2 separate regions of the Rattus norvegicus genome follow, and region 1 is linked to region 2. A link is a contact called in public Hi-C data. All regions are on one chromosome and are shown on one strand. The core of a region is the stretch at or near the end of the contact, and the rest is flanking DNA. Distances in the headings are between cores, read along the strand shown. Region 1 holds the start of Lnc056 (long non-coding RNA 056). Region 2 has its middle 72 kb from the start of Lnc056.

Region 1 (5,088 bases), core at 1,107-3,606, 71 kb after region 2:
TTCTTGTTATGGGTCACACGACTAATGCACGCTACAGACTTTTCCCACTTTTTCACTTTATTTCACTGCCTTCTCGTTCCATCTCTCCCCCTTTCTTGAGAAATTTCAAGAAAGTTCAGTGCAAACAATTGAGAAACTCTAACAGAAGCCGAGGGCAGAGAGGAGAGGGCAAAGGGCTAACGAGGAGGGGCCAAGCCCAGTGCCTTCTCTTGAGACCCAGTGGGAAGGCTGTCTCCTGGGCAAAGCCTCCAGTCTTAAAAGACCAGCATGTTTCCTTTTGGCAGCTGACCTGCCAAGAATTAACCCTTTGAGAAACTGCCCTGTATGGTTTGGTTACTGCTTTTCTTTACACTGTCAGGTCTTGTTTACCTGTTACGGCATGAGTGTGAGGTCCAATATTAGTGTAATGGGCTATATAGTTTGCTACCAGTTTTCACCAGTTTAGTTATCACTGCTTTCCCAGAATGCTATCAAAGTACTTGAACAACTTCCTACTTACTACCGGTTTCAAGATGAGATAGTCACATAAAGAGGGGAATTCTCTTTTCCCAGAAGGGCTCTTGTCAGAAGTCAGGTTCCAAAGAACTGTGGATTAGGCCTGGAAGTTTCCGAGGACCACTTTCAGTTTGGGGGTTGGTGAGGCAGCTAATGCCATGCTGTTTCCTAGCAACCCCCACCCCTCAAACCCCCCACCCCCACACCACCACCACTACAAAGAGACAGGAGCCTAGTTTCTTCCCCTTGGGTTCCTAATATGCTTCTGTTATTTATATCTTTAATTGTGCAAGAGTATCCAGAATGGTAAAAACCGAACAAGTGGATAAATTTAAAAATTTAAAAAAAAAATCCTAGTTGCTGATGTCTGACTTCCCGTGTTCTCGTTGTTGCTACTCTTGTTGCTTTGGGTTTTTGTTTTGCTTCTCGAATGTTGTTGTTTTCCAGGAAAGCTGTCGTTTATCGTGAGAACAGGAGCAGCCATGTGTTGATTTTTCTGGATTCCTTTTGGCTACTGTCCCAGTGCTAATGAAGGCCCTTCCAAAGTGCTAACGAGCTGGTGCCAAAATCAGTTACGCCGAAAACAATGGAGCCGCATAGCATGCAGACAGCGTGTATACCCGCATTTGCACACACGTGCGCATGCACACACAGATTTAAAATAGTATGTTCGTGTGCAACTTCCTGTGTGCAAATCAGACATAGCCATGCACGCCAACATGATGTGCACGTTGGAACTTCACAAAGGAGAATGGGAAGGTTCCTTTTATGAAACGACTAATATTTGGTTGCAGAAATCATTCCTAGCTCAAAGGAGGAGCAAAGTTTCTAGATTTTTCTGGGCACGAATTTTCTAGCTGGGAAACTAGAAATGTACGCTCATTAACGTAAACAATGTAAGGTGTAATGTCCGCGTGGCTATGGATTTTATTTTACTGAAAGGAAGATCCTGCTCTAAGAAGCACCCGGGCACTGCTTAGTTTAGAATTGGCCCCCCTGGCTGATTTTAGTAAAGTCACCAGCACTGATCTTTGAGCCCTTTTAAGGTGGTATTTTGTGGCTGGGGCTCTCTCTGGTTTCCATGGGTTTTCCTTGAGCCTTTCTCTCAGTGTGTAATTATTCTCGCCTCAATTTGTTTACACAGCTTGGAGATGGGGACAGAGTTCTCTGGCGACTGTGCAACTGCAGCAATCAGCGTAAAGAGAAGCATTTAGATGCTATAAAACCTAACAGCCCGGCATGCACCATTACATAGCAGTTACCGAAATTTAGTAAATTAAATTAAATAATTTTAAATAAATTGATTTCAGGGATTTAAAAACTCATCTCTGTGGAATCTAGTTGTCAGTTTTTTTTATTTTTATTATTGTTCATCAAGTACAATTTATGTTTTTTAATGAATCAAAATCCCTCTTCCGCCACCTAGTCCAAAGTAGCTCTCGGTACCCTCGATTGAGTCGGTAGCTTCGTGCGCCATCTTCCGGCGGCGTCTAGTACCACGGCCGCGAGGCATCACTCCGCGAGGAGTTGGGGGAGTCGCGGCGACAGCCAGGGTGGCCACGTCTCACCGTCTCTGCAAAAATTCACGGTTAGGACGATGCTCGAAGCGAATGCGTAAACTGCTCCCGTGGGCTTTGTCATTGTGGGTCACCCTGAAGCACGGGGACAGCCCAGAGAGACTTTGGCTGTGGGGGCTGAAGGTTTGTTTTCTGTCAGTGGACGCCTGCCCTCCCTCTCCTTCATTAACGCCTGGATGAGATTGACCTGCTGTTTGCCCGACATCGCCACGAAGCCAGCGGTCCCTCCGCACCCACAGCCTTTCTCTGCTCCAGCACAGCTCGGTTCCAAGGGGCCGCTGCATGTTCAGACGCACAGCCCAGATAAAGACCTGTGGGGTTTTAAATATTTTATTTCCTTTTCTGAAACGATCAAAGTCATGCGTGATTGGGATAATGACGAGCCGCGCCTTGTTTTTAAGGCTATTTTTTTTTACATGTATGGTTAATCTGACGATAGTTTAACAAATAAAAAACCATCAGATGATACTGATAGGGATTGAAGGAGAGGGAAATCCTTTCCTTAGCAGCACTGAAGCAGCTTGACGTATCTCGTTTCGGTAAAGTGCCACCTACGTCTTTCCCCACGTACTCTGGGTTGTAATCCAGCGCACCCACGTACAATGGCTAATAATCCAAACCTCCGGGAAAGGAATCCTCCCCCCTCTAGTTGGACCTCTCTTCTAGCTTCTAGGCAGAAGGCAGAGTGGGGAACTGAGCGCCTGAGTGCTTTCCGGGTTAACAACTGGCTTGTCCCCTCCCCCACTACAACGCTTCAGCGCAGCAACAGATGGTGTTGGTTTTTTTTTTTTTTTCCCTTCTGAGTTTAAGATGGTTCATTTTGTGCCTTCTCGGGAGAAAGATGAAGATTAACTCCACTCCATCGTGAGCAAGAGCAAAGGAAAAAATGTGATATCTTCTAAGAAAAACAAAAACAAAAACAAAAGACCCTTTATCTCGCCCATGTGTGGTCAGTGCCCTCTTTGTCGTCTTCAAGTGGGAGTTTCTTCTCTCTTACACTTTATTCCCTTTCCCGCCATGTACCTCTGCTTCCTTCCTTCCTAGGCATGTACTTTCCGTGTCTGTACAGACAAGAAGGGTAAGGAAAAGTTGTCTGATAATGTATAATTCTGTGCATGTTACGGATCTCTGGAGAGTTTGAAGGCTGTTTTACTCTTTCAAGCAAATGATAAAACAAAGCATCGGCGTCAGGAACAGGGCTGGAGAGGCGGCTTGGCGGGAAAAGGCACTTTTCCCAAGCAGACAACCTCCGTTTGATTCCAGACTAGCACATGGTGGAAAGAAAGAACAGACTCCCCAAAACTGTTCTCTGACCTTCCTCCACACCTGCGTCATGATACTCAAGCGCTTTCACCACACCCCCAGACCCGAGGGAGAGAACGATTTGGACTCACACATTAAATAAATAACATTTAATAACATCTAATAGAGAACAGAAATCACACAAAGGCAAATTCAAGAAAATAGGATTAACGTGGTGGCCTAGGCCTACAAACCCAGATATTGAAAAACCGAGGCAGGAGGTAGGCTATGCGTTTAAAGTCCATCTGAACTAAAGAATGAGACCTCTTCCTCTCTCAGGAAGCAAGCACGAAAACAATCAAAACAAAAACAAAAAAACAAAAACAAACCAAGCAATCCAATACAAGCTGGCCTGGTAACACATGTCTGCCAGTAATGCTAGAGTTTGGAACGTTGGTTTTAGAGTGAGTTCACTGTTCAGCTGATCTAACGTGTATAAAAAGAAGAAATGGCATCAGATGGTCTTGCTACCAATAATACAATTATTTACTTATTTAAGATTTTTTTGAGGTAGTCTCATAATATAGCCCCAAGCTGGTCTCTTTGGCCTTAGTCCTCAGTGCTAGTATTAAAGGTCTGTGCCAGCAAGATCAGCCTCCAGCCTTAAAGGAGCGCCTTCCCCCCCAGACACGAAGATGTAAAAAGGCAAAACAAAACAAAATGAAACAATACAAGAATCTGTTACATGTTAAGGTTGAACGGCCCTTTCTCCATCTGCTAACTGAGGGCCAGTTCTTCTCAGCTCCTGGTCTTGTATGTCATTCATAACATTTAATGCAGTTACACTGTCATTCAAGTGTCCTTGGTTCCAGACCGGCCACAGGAGGCATGGTCCTAAGCGCTTTGCACTTGGTCAGCCCCTGGGCTAATCTGAGAGCTTCATGTTGGCACTGCCTTCCTCCTCAGTCCCTCGGTGCTATGAGCTGCTAGTCCTAATCTCATGCAGTCATTTACTTGACTTCTTTTTCCCCACTTTAAAAGGGAGGCAAAGAAACAGGCATCAACGAGGCCTTTCAGACTCCCTGTTTGTCTGTTTCTTTATGAAGAAACCCAGAAACAAAGTGACTTTGTGTTTTTCTGAAATGAGAACACCTTCAGGAGAGTGTTACAAGCTGAACGGAACCCCCTGCCTCAATTCCCGTGCTGAATTCCTCCTTGGTAGCTTGGAAGGACACCTTATCTGGAGACAGGGTCTTTATAGAAACGGATAAGCTAAAATGAGGTCATTAGAGCTCATTCCAATCCAGTCTGAATGGTGGCCTTGTAAGAAGGGGAAGTTTAGACATGTTTAGAGAGACAGCTGTGTGGGGGGCAGAAGGAGAAGATGTTGGCCACCTACAACCTAAGGAGAGAGGCCTCAAGGGATTTTCTTAGCGTTCTTAGAAGGAGACAGCCCTGCTGGCAATTTGACTCTAGTGGTTTTTTTTTTTTTTTGCGGGTGGGGGGGTGGCATCTGGGAGGCGAGGCAGCAAATTTCCGTCGTGTAAGCCAAATTCATAGTTGAGGTTTTTGTTGCTGGGGCCAAAGCATCTTATAGAAAGAAAGATTTGTTTTGGCTCCCTGTTTCAGAGGGTTTCAGCCGGCTGCAGCAGGGTCAGGCGGGATAGAGCAGACCATAGCTGGTAGCTGCAGCACGTGACAGATGTTCCTCATCTCCGACAGAGGAGGAGGAAGCAGAGGACAAGGTTGAAGGCAGAGGCCAGGTGATGACTTT
Region 2 (5,105 bases), core at 1,857-4,356:
ACCCAGTTTGGGTCTCGGTTTCCCCTTTCACACTTCCTATCATTGGCTTACACTCCTACCTGTGTCATCGGCTTTAACAAGGATTTAAAGACGCTGAAAGTTCAATATAAATCAAATTGTAAACCATCTACGTTTGCATACCCTGCCCTTCTGGAAGTACCAAAAGAAAAAGAAAAAAAAAAGAAGAAAGAAAGAAAGAAAAGAAAAGAAAAGAAAAAGAAAAAAAAGGAGGAGGAGAAGGTGGAAGTGGATGAGGCAGAGAAGGAAGAGAAAGAGAAGAGAAAAGAACCGAACCAAACTTCCAGCCGTTGGATAATCCAGCACGAGTTATGCCTGCCCAGCTGAAGGTCTTAAGTGTGACAGAGACCTCAGAGACCAGCCTTTCAACCACTCTCCATCGGGGGCATCATAATTCTGAAAGACACCAGCGAAGACATTGAGGAACGCGTGAAACCCGAGTCAGCACATGACCCAAAGGTAAAAGAGGAGAAGCAGGAACCAGAGCCCCCAGAGCCATTCGAGTATATCCATGACTAGGGCCAGGGACCCCACCTGCTCAGCTGTAGATGACTGTCCTGGCACACACTGAAATGTCGTGAGGGAACCCCACGCTGAGACCCGCTCGATCCATACACCATTGCCTACGCTGACATAAGGAACCTGTGTCCCGAGTCTTTGGTTAAGAAGATTCTGAATGTTCAGTGTTCTCTTTCACAAAATTGGTTTTCAAATAAATATATTAAAATCTCCACAAAAAAAAAAGGAAAGTAGACCTTACCCTTCCATCTCACCCTACTCAGAGCGGGCCAACTGGGGCTATGTTTCAATATTCTTTTTGTATTTACATATGCATTTCTATTTCCTGGGGTAGAATTGTCATGCAACTTTTGTTGTATGTTTCAAGGAACTCCACTCCTTTTCTCCTTGTTTTGACCCACCACCCAGACAGAAATGGCTTAGGACAGGAAGGACTTATTTTGTCCTGTGCTTTCAAGGGACACCAGTCTATAGTGGCGAGGAAGGGATGACAAGGAAAGCCTTGGCAGCTTGGCTGGAAGCCCTGTGTACTTCAGTCTATTGGGCGAAACAGAGTTCCAGTTGGAACAGAGGTGGCAGGCAGTAACCTTCCAGGCCTGCCACGGTGACTCAGTTCTGTCATGGGTCATGGTGGTTTTAGATTACCCAGAAAGAGCCACCTAGAACACCTAGGGGACCTAGTGTCCTAACACATGAGCTTGTGAGGGGCATTTCAGATTTAAATCACAGCAGATGCTACCCATGGATGAGGGGCCCAGAACTTCCTTTTCACTGCTTTCCTTGACAAGGAACTTTTCCCCTTCACCATCTCCCTAGTCTAGTCTGTATCGTACTTTCGTTTGCTCAATATTTAGTGTATGCTGTCTTATGAGTTTCCCGGAGACTCAGGAACAGCTGGCAGCCTCACAGTCTTCCTATACACTTGAACTCCTACTCCGGTGGCTGTAAAACTACTTGATGCTGTTTAAATTTTAATTCTTTTACAACTAAGTTGGAAAACTTGACAACTTTTTAAGACTGTTTGGAATACCTTTGTGATGTAAATCGCCTCCCACTGGTGGACTTAATGAAAGTTCTGTACAGCCAGAATCAAGTGTTTCTAAGAAATCTGGGTGGGCAAACGGAGATGGCTTGTAAATGCAGATGTACCCTGAACTGAAGTATTTCATCTGAGAAAAAAAAAAGACATATCTCGCAAGTAACTTTTATACTAACATTGGATTGAAATAGTATTTGGGGCAATCATAGGTTGAATATGGTGTGTTATAAAAAATGAATCTGAGCTCAATTCTTAAGGCGACAAACCATGTAAAGTCACACCCCGGTGTGCGTGTTGTGTTTTCCCAGGACAGGACTGGACTGAGTTGTGTTTGTTTTTTTTGGCCTTTTGGTTGCTACGCATTTATCAACCTTTGATTTCATGCCAGCGTTCTGGATCTCCTCTTGAGGTGGCATTCTCTGTCCTCTGGCCAGGAGGAGTGCTCCTCTGGCCCGGCAGCTGTCACGCTGACGCCCCTCATCGCTGACATCTTGGAAATCCTTTTATTGCTCTGCTGCGGTAAAGCCTTTTTCCTGGCTCTGGCTGGCTTCGTTCTTGTTGAACCCCTTTGTTTAATGAAGCATCCTCTCCAGCAGTGACCTGAAAAAAGTTCGTGGGAGGATAATTTTTTTTTTCTTTTTCTGCAGCCTCATGTGTCTGAGAGTTCTGCACACGCCCTGATACAGCAGTTTGAGGAGGTGAGCCCAGTATGGAAACTATTATTCAGAAATTGGAAGCCACCGAGCCATTGTCTTACAGCTCCTTTGTGCCACCGAGAAATCCTGTCACTTGACTTACGTCCTTTGGATGTGAACTTTCTCCAGCAACCGTCCTTTCTTGTTCCTCTGGTAGCCTCTTCCTTTTTCTCGGCGCTGCAGGGACTTTCATGACGGTGTGACTCGCTGTGGGTCATGACTTCCAATTCTGGGGAATGCTCCTGACCTACTTGATCCGTGATTTCTTCTCCACTTTTTTCTTCATCTTTTCTCTTGGGAAATCTTTAGCGTTCGGATGAAATAGATAGTTATTGCTCTGCGCTGGTCCCCAGCCATCCCTTCTTTTTGATTTCCCACCTATGTCTTTTGCTTTCTTCTTTAAAGCATTCCTGGAACGTTTTTCCTAACTCTTCTGCTCGGTTTGTATCACTGCATGTTTAATGCCCCGAAGCTCTTGTGAATCTTCTTTTTCTTTTATTGCCTCCTGCTCTTGTCATGTGGGTGTTGTGTTATCTGTATCTTGTCTTCAAAAATAGTGGTTGTTTTAATATTTTTTTCTTTTTCACCACTCCCCCTATGTTTTAGGTTTCTTACACCCTTTTATAAAGGTAGTAATTCTTGGTTGCTTGGGCAGTTAGCTGCCAAGGGTGGGGTCAAGGTTCCAGGCACGGTAGCTTAGGGGAATTCCCCAGGACAGCTGCATTCGGTGTTTCCTCCAGAGCTGGTCAGATTTTCCAGTAGAGACTCTGCCAGTCTCCTGCCTCAGGGGGTGGTGGCATCCTGGATGCCAGCATTCTGGGAGCTGAATTAGTGAGAGAGCTTGGAATTTCAACATTCAGCCTTCACTGCCACCCGCTTCTTTGAAGCACTCCAGACGGCTGTGGACTACCCCCTGGCAGATAATTATTTCTGCAACTGCAGACTGACCCAGAACTCTGAAGCCTGGGAAACTAGTTTTATTTGCATATGACTTTTAGAATCGGGCTGTTGATGAGCTTGGCTGAATGGTGTGCCTGATCACACGGTCACTGGTGCCGCAGGGACATAGAGCCTGCTCTGTCCCTGTTCCCCCACCGTGGTTGATATTTCTTGGTTCTCTGTCTCTGTCTCTTTCTCTTTCTGCCTCTGTCTGTCTCTCTCCATGTTTGCTCCCAAGAAACACTTCATCTGGCTTGGGTGTTTCATAGCCTGGGCATCTCAATGTAGTCACACTTTCCCGCCCTACCAACTCCCAATGGGCACAAAGCAGAAGCTGCCAGCAGAAGACACAGTACCACATAGAGCCCAACAGACTTGTCAGAGAAATCATAGCCCTTCCCTTTCCTTTCCTCCCCAGACGTAAGGATGTGAACAAATAGACCTCTGTTCCTGATGAAAGGAGAGTCACTTGTCAACTTGTCACTTGTTCATTGGCTGTCAGGTGTCTCATCAGTAATCTGCCTTACTGTCCAGGTCAAAATACCTATGTGTTACATGTGTGTGTGTGTGTGTGTGTGTGTGTGTGTGTGTGTGTGTGTGTGTACATGACACGATACTTAGAGTAGATAGAAGTCAGGGGATGTCTTGCAGGAAGGAGTAGGTTCTTTCTTTCTAAATGACTTAGTTTCTTTTCTATTGCTGTGAAGAGACACCATGACCACAGCAACCCTTGTAAACTCTTGTAGTTAGACTGGCTCACAGCTCAGAGGTATCATCTGTTATCATCAGGGCAGGAAGCATGGCAGCATGCAGGCAGGCATGGGGCTGGAGAGGAGCTGAGTGTTCTACATCTGGATCTAAAGACTGGAGAGAGAGAGAGAGAGAGAGAGAGAGAGAGAGAGAGAGAGAGAGAGAGAGAGAGAGAGACTGGCTATGGCTTGAGCATCTAAAACCTCAAAGCCCTAGTGACACACTTCCTTTAACAAGGCTATACCTCCCAATAGTGCCACTTCTTATGGGCTATGAGGGCCATATTCTATCCACCACACATCATGTGGGTCCCAGTGATCCAACTCTGGTCATCAGGCATGGTGACAAACACCTGCTGAACCAACTCTCCGGCTTGATTCTCTTTTTGTTTTTGTTTTTTTCATTTTTAGAGAACACAAATTCCACTTCGTAGGAGTACTTATTTTCTTCTTCTTTATGTTGAAAATCCAAAAGAATGCTTGTATTGTACCAGCTCATCGACACATGCCTGTAATACCATCACTCAGCGAGGCAGGATTCTATGAGCCTACGTTTCTTCCATGTACATGTGTATGCTGTGCATATGTGTGCCTATATGTATACACACATATATGCACAGGGGTTCCTGTTGGGAGTCTATGTGAATTGCTCTCCCCTTTATTCCCTAAGTCAGCTTTTCTCACTGAGTCTAAAGCTTGCTTGCTTCAGGGACCCATTCTTTCTCTGTCTCCTGAGCCCCAGGGTTAGAGGCTAGCTGCTTTGTCATCCCAGTCTCCTCAACCCTTAAGTTCAAGAATTTCGGACTATCCTGGGTAACATTTGGAGATTTGGCATCTAAACATCTGCGCACGTATGTGAACACAGACACACGCGCGTACGCGCACACACACACACCACCAGTACAGGCACGCCACACACCACACTATACCACATATATGTCTTCAATGTGTATTCTCACCTTTATTAAATTTTTTAATATACCCCTCAACCCCCGCCCCGCCCCTAACCTCCAGTTTGTGTTTTCTTTTCTTTTGGAAAGAGATCCGAATTTATTTACTTGGAAGCTTAGAGTGTCTTATCAGCGATTGTTTAGCTTCTGTTCTTCTAATGCCAAAGGGGGAATTCTACACTTTTATTAATTTGGC

What was found. A called contact is a pair of places that touch in the nucleus more often than the background predicts.
Region 1: a contact with region 2 is called in a Hi-C map of Schwann cells, with 4 times the contacts expected there. The contact joins the promoter of Lnc056 here to the enhancer-like site in region 2. A contact is called at or near these places in 5 of 12 Hi-C or Micro-C datasets (the A7r5 cell line, Schwann cells, frontal cortex and 2 more).

The regions. Positions count from the first base shown.
Region 1 is chr5:26,958,141-26,963,228 of GRCr8, forward strand. Lnc056 (long non-coding RNA 056) reads right to left here and starts at 2,357. Exons shown (of 2, transcript NR_126574.1): 1 at 2,260-2,357; 2 at 1,914-2,068.
Region 2 is chr5:26,886,160-26,891,264 of GRCr8, forward strand. It overlaps the pseudogene Psmd1-ps1. Among named protein-coding and RNA genes, the nearest start is that of Lnc056, 72 kb to the right of the region's middle. Within about 2 kb of position 3,107, at least 29 of the 93 cell types and tissues checked have an H3K27ac peak or open chromatin away from gene starts, as enhancers often do.